2 separate regions of the Gossypium raimondii genome follow, and region 1 is linked to region 2. A link is a contact called in public Hi-C data. All regions are on one chromosome and are shown on one strand. The core of a region is the stretch at or near the end of the contact, and the rest is flanking DNA. Distances in the headings are between cores, read along the strand shown. Region 1 holds the start of LOC105763985 (B3 domain-containing transcription factor NGA1). Region 2 holds the start of LOC105763979 (protein LATE ELONGATED HYPOCOTYL).

Region 1 (2,700 bases), core at 85-2,584, 140 kb after region 2:
AAGAGCATTTTTTAGATTTCGCATTATTTGAAATGACAAAAAAATTCTCTCGGGGATGTTTATTATTTTTAATAATTACTCAACTGAGTTGAAACTTGACTGGAGGGTGATATTAACTCAATAAGCATAAATAATAGTAGTAATATAGGATGAGCAAGAAAAGGTTAAAATTGGACATTTCAATTTTGATCCAAACTTGAAAATTGTATTTGATTATCTTGAATACCAGTTAAACCTAATATAAAAAGTCGAACAATTTTAGTCCACCAAACCCAAATACGAAAATGACTTAAATTAGAAATAACTTGAGCTCTAAATGATTGAAATTCAAAATGATTTAAACAAGTAACTTGAAATGGCCTAAAATCAAAATAACCAAACTCCGAATTACACAAATCTATTAGTTTCGGCTACATGAGGTAGATGCAACTCCAATTGCAACTTAGATTACATTTGGTAGACCAATGTAACTTGTCATATTTGGTTTGCATCTTTTGACCAAAATTATTGGACATTTTAAAAGCACAATTTTGAGAATTTTTAGCAATACTTTATTAACATGAATTAACTTTAAATTGACATTATCCAAATTCAATCCAATCCAATTCGAGTTGAAAAGTTAAAAGCTTGAGATCTTTAATCTTTAAGGAAAAGGATTATATAAAATAGAGATATCATCATTTTCAATAGTTTTATGTCACGTTAATAATTTCATCCTGAATTTCAGGATTTTAAATTAGATTTGATTTTTTAAGGATGAAAATACTGATATAACATAAAACTATTGAAAAATGAATATGTGGCATAGTGTTTCATACAATCCTTTCCCAATCTTTAAGATTTAGGTTCAAATTTCACCATACATAATTATGATATATAAATTTTTGTCTCCTTATGTGCATATATCATATGTGAATTTTGTCTAATTTTTATTCGTTGTAGTTTATATTAATTTAATTTTGCATTGTAATTAAAGTTGAGGGGATTGAAAAAGAGAAGATGAACTTCAGCTACACTAACTTGGGGTTAGCTTTGCATGATAGAGGAATCTTTTCTTTTTGTTTTAGTTTGACAATGTCCACTAGTTAGAGTAAGAAACTGCAGGAAGGTCGGTTTGGTTTCAATCTCTCTATCACTTTATTTATCCTCCATTGACAGGACCAACAGCAATAGCCAACAACAACACACAATCAATGCCACCCAAAGTCAAAACTTGGAACCTAACTCAGTCTCTCCTTTTCTTCCTCCACTAGCTTCTTCCCCTATAACCAATAAAATCAAAGTAACCAAACAACAACAGCAGCTGCAGTAATATATAGGAATGGGGGAAAATCAGCAATGACTTTTGTGGTACAAAAGACTGATTCTGAGAGGTCTTAGAGGAGATGATTATAGAGTGATTTAAAAAAAAAAACCAAAAAAAATTATGAAAAAAGGACAAGCTCTCACATGAGTAAAAAAAAAAAAAAACCAGATCATTCATGGGTCCCCTACGTTGAAGCATTTACCTTATCTCTCTCTCTTTCTCTTTAGAACCTAAAAAAAAGTAAAGAATTATAGGCTTCAACCTAATGCAAATTGGCACACACACAAAAGAAAAAAAAATGGGGGTTCTTTTGCTTGGTTTGTAAGCCAAATGCTATATCAAAAACCAAAAAAAAAAAGAAGCTAGAAACAACCTGTTCTTGTTGATTCTTCCATGCCCTTAATTTGTCTTGCTTAGGGTTTTCAGTGAAGAAACCAGTTTTTTTTTTTTTTTGCAGGTCAGTTTCTTGTTTTGTAGTTTTAAATTATATATTTCCTTTAGGAACCAACTTTATTTTGTGGGTTTCTTTTTTTCATTTAAATTATGATGAACTTTGTGGAAGAAGAAGAAGAAAAAGGGTATTATTGTAACAATGAAGATCAAGAGGAAGATGATGAAGAAGTGGTGATGATAAGAGAAATTTCAAGCAATAACTTCCCATTTTCATCCTCTTCTTCATCTTCTGTTTCTTCAAAGTACAAAGATGCTGCTGCTGCTGCTGTTCATTTGTCGCTTGGAACCTTTGATTCTAAACAAGATCATAACAAAACCCAACAGCAGTCTGGTTTTGATTTCGACAAGAAACAAGACTTGGTGATGGATTTGTCCCTTGGAAACCACAAGAACAATGATCATGAAGAAAGCTGTTATGAGTCTGTTGAAAAAGAACACATGTTCGACAAAGTCGTAACACCGAGCGATGTTGGCAAGCTCAACCGTCTTGTTATACCAAAACAACATGCCGAGAAGTACTTCCCACTCGACTCTTCCTCGATCGAAAAAGGGTTGCTATTGAATTTCGAAGATCGGAACGGCAAGACATGGCGGTTCCGGTACTCGTATTGGAATAGTAGCCAGAGTTATGTGATGACTAAAGGTTGGAGCCGTTTCGTAAAGGAAAAAAAGCTCGTCGCCGGCGATACGGTATCGTTTCAACGCGGAGTCGGGGAGTTGGTTAAAGCCCGGTTGTACATCGATTGGAAACTCCGGCCTAATGCGCTCGATCCGTCACCGTTCGCACATATTCAGCTCCGAAATCAGTTCAACTTCCTTCAACCGGTCCGGTGGGAACCCATATGTATGTCACGAAATTATCAACCTTTACATCGGTTGAATTACAGCATTGACCCTTACAATCACCGCCATCACCATCACTTCCAACACCAGCACCAGCA
Region 2 (2,700 bases), core at 98-2,597:
ACAATAAATAACAAAACTATTCTTTTGTTGGTCCTAACAAACATATCCTACGTATCTTAGCCTCAATCCACAAAAACACTAGCTCTAAAATGATAGCAGCAAAATCTAAACTAAGAGGGAAAAAGCAAGTGAAAAAACCTTCAATGCGTTGCCAAGCTCGTCCATAGAGCTTCAAGGCCTCTAGGAACCTATTATGCTCTTCCTCGGTCCATCTTTCACGTTGTTTCGTAATAGTATAAGGCTTCCTAGTCTATCATTTAACATACAAAATTCAATGGTCCAAATTATAACAAACAGAAACCCCCATTTTTTTACAAAGCTTCATTTAAGAGAAGAGTTTACCTTAATTACAAGTTCTTCACCAGAGGAGTATGTGTCCATTGAAACAGCGTCACCGCTGCTTCAAATCCTCTCTAGCAAGCAAAGAGTATATCACAAACCTCCTTTCATTTCTTCCAACATCCAGTACGACAAATAGTAATGCCGTTTTTGAGCTCCACAAAACCTGATGAATGCTATTTAATACTGCAAAAAGAAAAAACACAAAAGAACAACAACAACAAATCGATGGAGATCCGTCTCTGTTTCTATTTTTATTCCAATTAAATTAATATTAATTTCTCATCATTTAATAAAAATATTTACTTGATAAAAATTTGGGGTGAATGCTAAATCTCTGGAAAAATTAAAATAAAATAAATAAAAATTAAGTATCCACAGTAACAAAGAGAAGAGACGGCTTCTTCCAAAGAACTTAAAAGAAAATTCTTACCAAAACGAACCGTAGACGCCAAAACCTTTAATAGAAAATGATACGAAAAAAAAAAAAGAAACTTTAATTAGTTATCAACAACACACTTCCACTGTTCCACATCCAATCTATCTATTAACAGCCAATAATAGTTCTTTACCTTCTTTTTGGTTGCCGAGAGAAAAAACAAAAGGATTCAAATTCAATCACTTTTCTTTCGTTTCTCTACTCAGCTGCATATAAAGAACACAACTTCCAAACTCAGCTTAGCAAAGCCTATAAGGAAAGCCCTAGAAATGAAGTGTAAATACCTTAAAGAGATAACCATGGAAGATGGCAACAATGGAAGCAACGATCACGTATCAAAAATAGGTTCACCGGAAACCAGCCGGAGAGCTCATAGTTTCCGGCAATGACAAGATCGGAATCAACAGAATTGGAAAAAGAAAAGTTGTCTTTTTTGGGAGAAAAGCACTTGAATAAACCCAAAAAAAAAAGTGAAAGCAAGCTTATTTTCTGGTGATAAACTGAAAAAACACCAGAAACTACAGTATGGGGAAGAAACAAAAGGAGAAATCTCAGCCACTACAATTTCATGAGGATTTATTTTTTGGAAAATTACAAAAATTGGGCAGAAATTTATTTGAGGCTATAAAAGAATGAACGGTAAGATACATTAGATGTTGCCAAGTGGCAATAAGTTAGTGGCTGATTCAACTAAAAGCCCACCCTTGCACTTTTTCCCTTATTTTTTTATCTTTTTTTCTTTTTGCCCTTCTTGTTTCCTACCTCCATCTTCAAATATCAGCCACAAGCTCCCAATGGTCTTGGTGTTAAATTAGTAAAAGCGCCTTTTGGTATGCCACGTGGTTCCTGCCGTCAACGTTTACGCGATTCGTTGGCGTGGGTAACCGGTACGTGTCGGTTACAGGGGTAGCTTTGGTGTCAAAAGCCACCGGATTTGTGACCATTAGCCACCGTATGCGGTGATGAGATTTTAGGGTTGCAACAAATCTAGGGATATGCTATGCTCCCCGTTTTCTTCTTTCGATTTAGTTGCTAATTTTTTTAGGTTAAAATTCTCCATAAATCCTTGTATTTTTTTATAGATTTGAAATTTAATTCCTGTACTTTTATTTTTAGGCATTTAGTCATTTTACTTTTCATATTTTTAAATTCGTGTTTTACGGTAAATATTGTTAAAATTATTTGTTAAATTCGGGTTCATTATAATATCGTTTTTTAGTTAAGTTGCTACCAAGTGAATTTTTTTATTTCAATATGTATTATAAACCAATTTAACAAAAAAATTGTAACAATGTTAACAATTGAACTTAAATAAATTTCAAATTTCTGAAGAGTACGAAATATGACCTATTTTAACCTTTTTTATTAAACTTGTGAGTTACAATTTAATTCCTAAATTTGAATTTTTTAAAGTGTATTGGCATGTCACTCTAATATTAGGTCATATTGTCATTTAAAATTTGAAAAACTTTATATGATATCTAAAGAATGCAAAAGGTAAAAATTAAAGAAATTCATGTGACGATGTGAAATAATCTCATAACGTCACATCATTATATTTTAACAAGATCTAAGTTAAGAAACTAAATTGAGAAAAGCTATCAAGTTTAAAGACTAAAGTGGATTTAAGGACTAAATGTTACTTTATGATTTTTTTTTCATTTTAAGATAAGAGTAAACTAGTTTCTGAACTTCATTTAAAAAGATGTATCATGTTTTGTAATTAATGACACATTCTAAAACAGCGCCCCTATTTATTGTAATGATATAGCATTATTCAGTGCCTTGATGTCCTCCGCTAATGGTTGGAGCCTCCAATCGATGGAACTTACATCCTGCTCAAAACTCTTGCATAAAGCTTTCATGTTAGGTGCAGAGATACCAATAGTCAATCCAAACCTCTTTGCCTCAATCATTGCTTC

Evidence for each region. Hi-C and Micro-C count contacts between places; a contact is called where the count stands out from the background.
Region 1: a Hi-C map of leaf shows a contact between it and region 2, with 2.6 times the contacts expected there. The contact joins the promoter of LOC105763985 here to the promoter of LOC105763979 in region 2. A contact is called at or near these places in 2 of 2 Hi-C or Micro-C datasets (both in leaf).

The regions. Positions count from the first base shown.
Region 1 is chr12:38,347,877-38,350,576 of ASM2569854v1, forward strand. LOC105763985 (B3 domain-containing transcription factor NGA1) reads left to right here and starts at 1,335. Exons shown (of 1, transcript XM_012582405.2): 1 at 1,335-2,700. The coding sequence starts at 1,850.
Region 2 is chr12:38,206,902-38,209,601 of ASM2569854v1, forward strand. LOC105763979 (protein LATE ELONGATED HYPOCOTYL) reads right to left here and starts at 1,348. Exons shown (of 8, transcript XM_052625776.1): 1 at 1,063-1,348; 2 at 912-984; 3 at 343-797; 4 at 139-250. The coding sequence starts at 381.